Regions from separate parts of the Ovis aries genome. Here region 2 is linked to region 1. The links are chromatin contacts, called in public Hi-C maps. All regions are on one chromosome and are shown on one strand. Each heading gives the region's core, a stretch centred on a gene start, on an enhancer-like site or on the middle of the called end of the contact. The rest is flanking DNA. Distances are from core to core; before and after follow the strand shown. Region 1 overlaps MROH7 (maestro heat like repeat family member 7). Region 2 overlaps TTC22 (tetratricopeptide repeat domain 22).

Evidence for each region. Hi-C and Micro-C count contacts between places; a contact is called where the count stands out from the background.
Region 2: a contact with region 1 is called in a Hi-C map of hypothalamus, with 2.7 times the contacts expected there. The contact joins two enhancer-like sites. A contact is called at or near these places in 12 of 16 Hi-C or Micro-C datasets (blood, hypothalamus, liver and 6 more).

The regions. Positions count from the first base shown.
Region 1 is chr1:29,120,712-29,126,263 of ARS-UI_Ramb_v3.0, reverse strand. MROH7 (maestro heat like repeat family member 7) reads right to left here. Exons shown (of 24, transcript XM_027970584.3): 5 at 4,356-4,439; 6 at 3,378-3,457; 7 at 2,944-3,073; 8 at 801-896; 9 at 199-303. Among named protein-coding and RNA genes, the nearest start is that of TTC4, 33 kb to the left of the region's middle. Within about 2 kb of position 1,938, at least 4 of the 54 cell types and tissues checked have an H3K27ac peak or open chromatin away from gene starts, as enhancers often do.
Region 2 is chr1:29,216,489-29,222,107 of ARS-UI_Ramb_v3.0, reverse strand. All of the region lies in intron 1 of TTC22 (tetratricopeptide repeat domain 22), which reads left to right. It overlaps LOC121819396 (a long non-coding RNA gene), which reads right to left. Exons shown (of 3, transcript XR_009596688.1): 3 at 2,189-2,503. Among named protein-coding and RNA genes, the nearest start is that of TTC22, 11 kb to the left of the region's middle. Within about 2 kb of position 2,472, at least 6 of the 54 cell types and tissues checked have an H3K27ac peak or open chromatin away from gene starts, as enhancers often do.

The sequences.
Region 1 (5,552 bases), core at 689-3,188:
ATCTTAGGGACTGAGACTTATAGGTTCAATAATGCTATACAGTAAATGGTGAACAGAGCTAGATGGCCTGGCCCGGAGAGCTGAATCCTCTGAGGAGTGAGGCCCACCTAGGAATCTCGGGGCGGATGCATGGGCTCCCTCAGAGCTGAGAACATTCTCCCTAGCAGTCCTCCCCTCCTCCCTCCCAGAGCCACTCACAAGGAAAGGCGGGGTCAGAAGCGCGTGGTTCAACACAGAGACACTGATTTTCACAGCCCGTGCTCTCTCATGGGCCTTCCCAGAGTTCATCCAGGGCCCCAGGGGCTGTGGGGAAAAGGGTACAACTCAGAGCTACGAGCCGGATGCTAGCCTCTGCCCCCTGGATGGGCAGAACAGCCTTCACCAATTATCAGGAAGCTTCTGAGGGAGAGCATCAAAGCAACCCACCGCAGCCCTCCTCCTCTTCTTAGAGCATAGGGACTCATGGGGTCCAGAAGCTGAGGACAGAATGGAAGACCAGAGGAGGGCAAAGGTCAATGGGAGAGAGACGAAAGGTGGAGAGTCTTGAAGATAGGCGAGAGGCATAAGGACAAGAATTTAGAAAGCAAGGATATGGGAGCAGTTATCACAGGAGTCGCAGGAGTACGGGGGAGAGGGAGAAGGAGTTTGGGACACGACCTGTGAGGCGGGCAGGGAAGCAGAAATCTGGCACAAGATTACATCCTGAAGTCAAATCACTCTTTCTGGGTCCAGACCCCCAGCCCCAGTTCTCCTGATCAATTCCCCATCCTCCTCCACCCTTCTCCTCCCTGCCTCCATACCTCCAAGATGCTCTTCAGCCCAGCAGGAGTGGGGTCCTCAACAAAGAGGGCATTGAGAAGTGTCTGCAGGGCATTCAAGGTCTGACAGTAAAGTATCTGTGAACACGGAGAGGACCAAGTCACTAGGGAGCCTCTGGGGCAGACCCCAACCCCAGGCAACCCCTGATGCGGGTCAGGGGAGGAAGGGGTACTCAAGCCCAGGAGTGCTGCTTTCTAGTCCCACCATGTGAGACTAACCTTGATGTGCGATATGGGGCAACTGGCTTGCCCTCCATGGGTTACAGGTTCTTTATGGAGAAACTGGTAATTATTATCCGTGAACTCCTTAGCTTACAAGGGCAAGAAGAATTACAGAGAATCTACCACGGGCTAGGGGATTGCCTCGTAATTGGCACAACTCTATCACTCTGTCCTCAAAGTGTTTTTCTCACTGTGCAAATGAGGAGATGTTCTTTAAAAACTATTTACTTATTTGACTGTGCCTGGTCTTAGCTGTGGCATGCGGGATCTTTAGTTCTTTAGTTGAAGCATGTGGGATCTAGTTCCCCTGCCAGGGATTGAACCCCAGCCCTCTGCACTGGGAACTCAGAGTCTTAGCCACCGGACCACCAGGGAAGTCCCAGGAAGAGACGCTTGTCCAAGGTCACGGAACCGAAGTTTCAATTCATGAGGAGCATAAGAAGACGGGTGGGAAAATGCTCAAGAACCGTGAGGGCTAGATCAATGGACAACCAGCCCTACTTGTGTTATTGTCTCCGAGGAAGTATTCTGATTCCTTTTAAAATCACCACTCCTAGATCCAAATAGATTTTCTAAGTTACCCCTTCCAGGAGTCAGCTCTCTCCTCCCCAGTTGTTTGTTCCTTCCCCAGTCACACCACAGTCCTGAAATTGCCTTAGGAGGGTGCAGGCATGACACCTACACAAGGCTAAGGGGTGTCTTTGAGGCCCTCTCTCCCTGCCTCTCTTCTTCCCATCATCTCCACATCTTCCTTCCAGGTCGTCTTCGTCCAGGCTTCCTGAGTCTGAGCACACCAGGCTTACACCACAACCACCAAGGAAGCCTTGTTCACCAACTCCCTCCTCCTACCTGCCCGTCTGCAGTCCATCACTGTGCAGCACTGACCTCTGCTGGCCTTTCCTGGTACTACAAGAAGGCTGCAGGCTCTCTTCCTACCCATCCCTGCCTCCCCTTTGGGTCTCCTCTCAAGTGCTCCACCTCCAAGACTCAGAGCCATCACGCTGCGGCTGGTCTGGCTCCAGCTGCTCTCACCTCAGCCTCTGGACTCCAGCCACTCTGCCTTCTTATCATCCTTGCAGTCATCACGTTCTCTCCGCCCTCAGGCTGCTGCACAGGCCGTTCCCTCGGCCTCTCGCTCTCCTTCGGCCACCCTCTTCAGCTAGTTAACTCTTCTAAACCTCTCGCCTCTAGCATCACGACCTCAGAACCCCAACACGGTCAGGTTCCCTCCGTTTCAGACTCTCAATAGTATCATGTACTTCTTGCTTGCACCGAGTACTGTTGTAATTCTGCATTTATTTGTATGATACTTTGATAATCTGCCCCTCAGCCCTACAGTATCTCAGCCCTGTACTTCTGGATCAGGTATCAGTTAAAACTTGCTGGATAAAAGGATGTAAGCCTGTGGCTCACTCAGAGCTGAAATATCTCTCCCTAACCTCCCCCACTGACCCCATTCCACATGCAGGGTCTCCTCTGATCACTCTTCCAGGGGCCATCCTGCAGGGGGTTGAAGGTGCTCATGAGAGCCCCTTGAGGTTCTACTTCCAGGCCTCAACACAAACTTGCCCAATCCTCAGGCCTTTTCTTCCTGATCCTGGCCACTTCCTGAGCCATGCCAACATCTGCCCACATCCTTCTCATGGGGCAGAGCCCAACGTGGGCAATGCTTCAGATGAGGGATCCTTTATTCCACAGACTCACTCATTCACCAAATATTTATCAAGTGCTTGCTCGGGCCAGGAGAGGGGAGGTGAATTGCCCAAGCCACTTAAGTAGGAGGTTGAAGATTCCAATCTACCTCTCATAATGCCCTTCCTCTCCTGCTGGGAGTCCAGGGACGTGCCTCCCTCTGAGGACACCAGTCAGCCCCAAGGCCCTGCTTGGGAGGGCCCTGCCTCACCTGTAAGGCATCTGCCTTGGCCTGGTCTTTCTCCTGCATGGCCTGCACGGTGGGCAGGGAGAACACACTCTTCACGCACGTGTTCACCAGCTCCGACCGTTCATGCAAACCCAGGACAGGCTGGGAATGACTGGGGAAGAGACAGAAAGTGAGGGCATGGAGTGAGGGGGCACCTGAGGCTGGAGGCTGGAAGTGAAAGGTGCAGGGCTGGGACAAGGGCTGAGATCCAGATCCACAGAAGGGCAAAATGAGGTGAGGAGGAGGAGGAGGGTGGTGGGGTACAAGTCAGATAGCCCCGGCAGGGCCTGGGCAAGGGGAAGGCGAAAGCCCTGGGACTAGGAAAGGGCCACGCACAGCAGAGAGGCCTCTGAAGATACAGGCAGAGCCTGAGGGTTGGGAAAGGGGCTGAGGGTTGGGAAAGGGGCCGAGGTCACCTCAGCCGGGTCAGGGTCTCCATGGCCTGCTGGCGGACGGAACTCGTGAGAGAATCCAGCGGCTCCTCCTGGATCCACTTCTGGATGGGGGACACGGAGGTGTCAATGAGGGGGCAGGCCACCACAGACCACCAATGCCGCAGCCACTCCTCAGGGAATGGGGCCACTCTTCAGCCTGGGCCGGCTCACTCCCTGCCTGGCCTCCAGTGGAGGGAGCCAGCTGACTGCTCTAACCCGGTCCAGAGGCCACAGTTCAAGGTCTGCAAAACGGGCCTGACACGCTGCACACATGCAGGGCTCAGCAAGAACTGTTTCAGCAACCCTGAGGTAGGAAAGTCTAAACCACGGAGCAGCCCCCAAACACTATACCTGACCCTTGAAAGTGGTCCAGTTGAGTTCCTTTAAAATGTCCTTCCAGTTAGTTTTCACTTTTGATCTAGCACCAACACCCAGTAGGTGCTCAGTTAATGTTAATTAAATGAAACTATCAGAGGCATGGGTTTTTTTTCTCTCTTTATAGCTAACTATTGATATAATTCTGGAAACTTCAGTGGCTGTCCCAGCCCAGACACTCCAGTGGATAACTGAGAAGTGACTGCATTTAGCAGAAAAAAAGAAAGTTCCTTCGGAAGTTCCCCTACCAGAGGAACTATGTGGGGAAATAACATAATGACTGCTCCCGGGGAGCTAAGATTTTACAGTGAAATAACCTTTGGGTTGTGTCCTCCACTGACACAGGTTTTTTATCAGTCACCTGTGAGATATTAAGAGTGAGACTTAGAGAAGGGAAGTGACTTGGCCAAGCTCCCTCAGGGTAGGTGGGGGGCAGTTCAGGGTGGAGCTGAGACCCAGGCCCAAGTATCTGTGCCTTGATGTCCTCTGCCCACCCCACCCCAACCCCACCTCATCAGTGGGTGGGCTCAGGACTTCTGCCCCCTCCCCACCCTGATGCCACAGACCCGCAAGCTGCTTGCGCACCATCATCTTCTTTATCAGGGTCTTCTTCTCTTCTTCCTTGTCCAGCACATTCTGGCTCTTCTGGAGGCTGAGGGCACTCCCGACCTCAGGGGCAGTAGAGGGCAAAACCACAGGGTGAGAGCCACATGGGGCCAGCCCTGGGGCTGCCCTTACACCCGTCTTTTCACCTGCCACCTGCAGTCAAGCTGCCTGTTCCTCCCCAGCTGCCAGCCCCCAGCATCAGCTCAAGAGAAGTGAGAAACCTCAAGGGAACTCGGGGTGAGGGGGCGGCGGTGGTGGTAAAGATATGAGAAGATGGTGGTGGCAGCAGGTTGAGGATAATCCCTGTAGGTCAGATTTGGGGGAAGACCAGATATCAGATTCAGATTGCAAAGCACCTGTCAACTAAGGGAGAAGAGGCAGGCACTGGTGGGACAGAAAGGGTTCCAACACCTCAAGTTGAAATGTCATCGTTAGTGATACCTCGTGAGGGCCTTCTAGCATCTACCCTTTGTAAGGACGCCCACTAGTCGGATTAACGCATTCTGCTACCGGAGAGGGAATACCAATACAAATGTCCCACTAATGTCCCATTAATTAATGTCCCATTAATCTATTAGTTCTCTTTATCTTAAGGTAGAAGAAGAAAAAAACATGAAAGAGACAAAATATATTGTAAAGAAAGCAAAACAAGTGTGTCTGATGGGCAGTATGGTGGTTTAAAGATGCTACAAGCTATTTCCCACTCCACCTGGCAAGAAGACAGGTGGTACGGCCTGGCCTGGGCGGGCGCCCTGCTTCTAGACTCTAGGCGTCAACTAGGCTCCCCCATATTCCGTGTGTTACACTCACTACCAGCCTGTCCAGTCTTCTCCCACTGGCCCTCACCAAATCATGAAGATGCTGGCTTTCTCTGGCCTCCCAAGGCCTGCTGCGTGGCCAAGACCCATGCTGGGCCTGTGTCCTAAAAAGGGTCATTCCCTTTTTATAGACCTTCACAATTCATTCAGTTGTTTAAAAAACAAACAAACAAACAAACAACAGAAAAAAACAACTGTTATCAAGCACTGAGGATATGCCAGGCACTGCTCTAGATTCTAGGAATACGGCTGAGAATCAGACAGACAAAACTCCCTGATTTATGGAGAATGAATTCCAGTGCGAGAGACTGACAAGAAATGAGATAAACTAATAAAACCATAGAGCAGAGAAGAATCC
Region 2 (5,619 bases), core at 1,223-3,722, 95 kb before region 1:
GCCACCATCAGGGAGGTGCTCACACATACACACACACACCCCTCTGCAACCATCAGGGAGGCGCACACACACACCCCTCTGCCACCATCAGGGAGGTGCACACACACACACACACCCCCCACTCTGCCACCATCAGGGAGGCCAGGACCAGGGAACTCCTCAAGGAGCTGCCCTCTCAATAGATTTCTGCTCCCCACACCTCTGTCTCCCCCAGTCTCCCTTCCCACTCTCCCAGTCATCCCCCCTCCGCAGCGACTGGGCCCACTGTGCACACAGAGGCACTGCTGGGACCCCGCAGTCAGAGCGTTCGTGTGGGAGTCTGCAAGCTGCAGGACACCCTGAGTGGCCCAGGCCAGCTGTGCAACCTCTCAGAGTGTCCATGTCTCCCTCTGTGAAATGGAGACAGTCGTACCAGCCTGGAGGGGGGTGCGGGAAGAGGCAATGGGGTCACAGAGGGAAGGCCAGCCCCAGCAAGCCTGGGTGGATGTGGCTTGCTCATCCTCAACCCCTGATGGGGCAGCCAAGACTCCTTCTAAGTGAGCACCCACCTTCCTCTCTGTCTCCTCTGACTTCCTCCTGCCCCTGAGCTCACCCTCAGCTCTGCCCAGAGCCAGCCTTGGGAAAAGAACAATGAAATTGGGAGAAGACCCCGCTGGGAGCCAGGGGTCAGGATTTGGGTTCCTGGCTTAGCCCTGCCTGAGTGGCTGTGCGAGGTAGGAAAGTCCTCCTCCGTCACTGGACTGAAGTGGTGGCCGGGCTGATTTCGGGGACAGGAAGGGCTTTGAGAGCAAAAGGTGGGGGAAGCAACAAGCCTCCTGGCAGAAGAAAACACATAAACACACAGAGGGAGAGGAAACCACAGCTTGGGGAGCGTCAGGAATGGTGCTTTGAGGACTTCAGAGTTGATCTCCAACTTTTGAGGTCATAGGCAGGGTTTCTCCTCCCACGGTGCTTGCAAACACACATGCACAGGCACACGCGCGCGTGCACACACACACACACGTATACATACATTCATGGCTCCACAAATCTGAGTGATTTGACTTGGTTCCACTAGAAAAGGAGCTGGATGACTCACACTAGACAATGAGCTAGAGACTGTGCACGCCTGTGCTTTTCACAGATTATCTCACTTGAACCTCCTAGAAATGCTGGGGCATCAGAACTGGTATTAACCCCATTCTACAGATGAGCAAACCGAGGCTCCAGGATGTGTAGCGACTTGCTCAAGGGCACACAGTCATAAGTGGCTGGCTGGAAATGGACTCAGGTCTCTCCGACATGAAGCCCTGGCTGAGGGACAGTTTTCCCGAGGCTCTGGTCCCAGCCTTCTGATGGCCTCGGTGCCGTAACAGCACCTTCTGACTTTGCTGCTGGCTTCATTCCCTCTATTTCTGGCAATCTGGAGAACTGGTTCTCCCCTCTTCATTGATACAGGACCCCAGAGCCAAAGCTGCCTTTAGCATCTTCTGACCTAATTGCCTTTTTTACAGGAGGAAAGACAGAGTATGTTAAGGGCGCACACAGCCCAGACCCATGGGAGGAGCTGAGAAAATGCAGGCATCACTGTTATTATCACAGAGGGCAGGAGACTTCGTCAGATCCACCCAGTGCCAGAGTTGGGTTTGGACCCGGGACTAGAAAAGGGGCTCTAGAAAAGCCCTTCTCTAGAAGAGGGGCTCTGGACTAGAGAAATGGCTCTGGGTCTAGGACAAAGAAAGGGGGTGACGATGGGGAGCTGCCGGCCATCTGCTCTGATCTTAAAACCCATGAAGACCATGGCAGGGAACCCAGTCAGGGCTGAACAGGTAACTCACCTCCGTGGCTCAGCACCCATCCCCCAGCCCCCTCTGCCCAGTCACGCTGGACCACTTTCACCCACACACTTGTGAGAGGCAAGACCAGTGGGTCATGCCCGCTTGTAGATGTGGAAACTGAGGCCCAGGCTGGGCCAGTGGGCTTTCCAGGAACCCTGGGGGAGGCAGAGGCAGTGGGGGGTGACTCCCATCCCATCAGTGTTTACCCCCACTGAGGCAGGAGCTGGGTGAGTAGGAACCTCACCTGCCCTGCCTTTCTGGAGCAGGCCCCTGTAGGAGCCAGGTGGGGTGGGGTGGGGCTCCACGTGCAGAGCCCAGAGGCTTGCTCTGTGTCATCACTGAGGACATTCCAGTTGAGCAGGAAGAGCTTATTTCTGAGGCCTTCCACCTGGTAACTTTTATTTCTGCATTATCAGCCTCCACAGGGTCGGTGTGATGAGGTGGAAAGAACAGGGGCGCTGGAGGGAGGCAGATCTGAACTTGAATCCTGGTCCTTTCCCCCTGGTCTGTGGGGCTGGCTGGGCAGCTCTTCTCTTGGTCTCTCTCCTCACCAGTAAAAGGAGGAGGATGTGTCCCACCTTCTCAGTCTGCTGTGCAGGCTCAGGGCCACAGTGCACAGAAGTGCCAGTGGACAGTCGACGGTCGAGAAATATTCATTCTCCTTCCTCCTCCTCATTGCCCCTCCCCTGAAAGAGAATTAGTCAGCTCTCAGGAACTGACACTGAAACACAGATTACAAAGTCCTCAGGGGCAAAGTTTGAACTGCAAGGCAGGCATTTTCCTTCAGAATCAACGGGGTCACAAAGAACTGAGCACACACGCACACACACAGAGCCTGTGCAGACACATGTAGGTTAATAAGCCACTGGTATATCAAGAGAGCTTCTGCTGAAATCCCCTAAAATAGCTAAAGTGAAAGTCGCTCAGTAGTGTCCGACTCTGCAACCCCATGGATTATACAGTCCATGGAATTCTCCAGGCCAGAATACTGAAGTGGGTAGCCTTTCCCTTTTCCAGGGGATTTTCCCAACCCAGGGATCGAACCCAGGGTTGGGAAAATCCCGCATTGCAGGTGGATTCTTTACCAGCTGAGCCCAACATTTCCTTCTTTGGGGGTCACCTTTTGAAGTAAATGAACTAGCCATCTGAGACCCATCCTTATATCTGCCAAGTTAGCACACACCTGCTCTGTAGGGGCTCATCCTAACCCTGATATTCACTATAGGTTCTGCCAGATCACCCACCTTTGTCGATTACCCACCCAGCTGTGGCAGTGTGGATCTTCAGGCTTCCCTGCAGATCACAACTGCTGATCCTTTGCTCTGTTAAAAAGAGATGCACTGGCCTGCCATTTTCACTCGGCTCTCCACAGTGCGAGAGGCCCGTGTAGTGTTTCCATCAAGTTCCCAGGGGATGCTGATGCTACTGTCATGAGACTCCACTTTGAGAACCACTCATCTGGGGTAGTTAGGTGCGGGGACCTAAGCTGCTGGGTTCCCAGCTCTGCTACCATCTAGCAGGGCCACTTAGGGCCACAGGTGCCTCTTCTGTAAAATCGGGATAACTGTAGTCCTTACCTTCTTGATAACCCATGTAAATTATGTGCCTCATTTATAGTAAGCACTTATAGTAAGTGCTCAATAAAATGCACTTTTATTCATATAGCAAAAACCCCAGCATTTCCAGGTTTCAGTCCAGGCTGTCACACTAGTCGTGTGTCTTTGAGGACATCATCTCACCTCAGTGTTCCCACCCAACGGGGTGATGATGACCCACTTAACATTCCACACAGGGCTTTCTGAGGATCACGTGGCTTCTGCAATGAGTGCACTTTGTAAATGGTAAGCACCGCACAGAGTTGCAGCGAGGTGTTGGGGGTAACAACATGAATTTGAACAGGGAGACTTGGCATGAAATACCGGAAGAATCCGCCTCTGTGAGCCCATCTCTAAAGTGAGGGAAATATTGGTGAGGGCCTCAGAGGAGCTGGGAAATGTCCTGAGAACCCTTGCCTGTGCCTCACTCTCACCCTCAGTTAGTACCAGGATCTGCCCAGCTACTGAAGGGCAGTGCTGGAGCCTGGGCCCTGCTGCGTCCCCTCCCACAGATCTGCCACGGAGCAGCCACCAAACTTGAGCCCGTCCAGCTTGAAGCCTGGGCAGACTCTCCCACTGGCCAAAACCCCCTCATAGACCCTGGAGCCCCCAGCTCATGGGGTCCTGATGAGGATGAACAACAGAAAGGGTGGGGTGTCCTGCCCCAGCTCACCCTGGGCGGCCCTCAGTCAACATTCTTCTCCTGGCAGAGGTCCTGTCAGCCCCCTCCCAGGGGGCTGCCTCCAAATATATTGCCTCTGGGAGCCATCAACTCTGGAAGTGAATTCCTTGCAGCCATCAGAGGTTTCACAGCAACTTCATTCTCCAGGAGAGAGGAAGAACACCCCCTCCCTTCTTCAGGAGGGGAGGGGGCAGTCAGAGGCCTGTTTAATTTAATTTAACGCACCATGGCTTGCCAGGTTGCCCCTGGTAACAGCTTCAACTGCTGCTTCAGTTACAACCAGAAGGATTTTTAAAGAGACAGCTTATTTTAGGACCAGAATTGCACAGCAGAGTGAATGGTCTCTCTCTCTACTAGGGATGGAGGGTTGGAACCCAAGCATAGGGAAGGCTCAAGCCAGGCCTGTTTATACCATTAACTCCACTTCTAATTTGCAACGCTATAAGCCCTCCTGCAAATGGTACCTTGAGTGGGATCTGAGGAGGGGCTCCATTTGAAATTTATCAGAGAGATGTCACTCAGCTAGCTACTTCTCTGAAAATCACAGTTTTAGTCTTCAAGTAGAAGGGAAGAGGGAAATGGCAACCCACTCCAGTGTTCTTGCCTGGAGAATCCCAGGGACGGGGGAGCCTAGTGGGTTGCCGTCTATGGGGTCGCACAGTGTCGGACATGACTGAAGCGACTTAGCAGCAGCAGCAGAAGGGAAGAATTTTCAGGAGTTGCCCCGGCAATTCAGGCACTCTGCCACTAGATGGTAGTATTGCTTACTTAGTGCAAACGATAACCAGGCTTAACTTATTCAAGACTATCAGAATAGTGGTGAAACCACTGGGTTTCAAGTCTTGATAGTAACCAGTGTGTCACCCTGAGCAAGCTGCTTCACCTTTGTGGTCTCAGTGGTCTCAGGGATATAATAACGGGATTGATTAAAACAGCCGAGTGCTGTTGACAAGCATTGGGGCTAGAACTATGAAGGCATGAGTTTATGTCCCAACTCTGTCATGTACTGTGTGATTGGACACATCACTTAATTTCTTGTATCTTGAATACCAAACAAGAGGGTGGCTATGACCCAGGCAGAGCCTGAGAATAGCACATTGCTCTTCAACCTTGGGAACCTGTGGACCCTACGGGGCATCTGAAGCCCTAGGAGCACAGTGGTGGTGGTGGAAGGCTGTTAGAAAGTGGGGTAAGGCAGGATGACTCAGTGTGCCAGAGCCTGAGACCTCGACGCCCCAACTAGAACTGAAACAGGGCAAAGCAGCCTCCCAGACACTCCTAACCCTGCACGTCTCTAACCCAAACCAGGAGAAAGGGGGCAGATATTGATGGATATTTGTGGAAGACTGGGCCCTGCCTCACAGTGCCCTTTTGCAGATAAGGATATAGCCTCTAAGGGGTAACACATCCACCCAGGGCCACCCTCCTCTTGTGGCCAGGCCTGTTAGCCACTGAGCCTCTGCTCTGGGCACTGCAGCCCTCTCCTTGTCTAGTACAACGGCTGTCTCTATGGTCATGTTTCCTT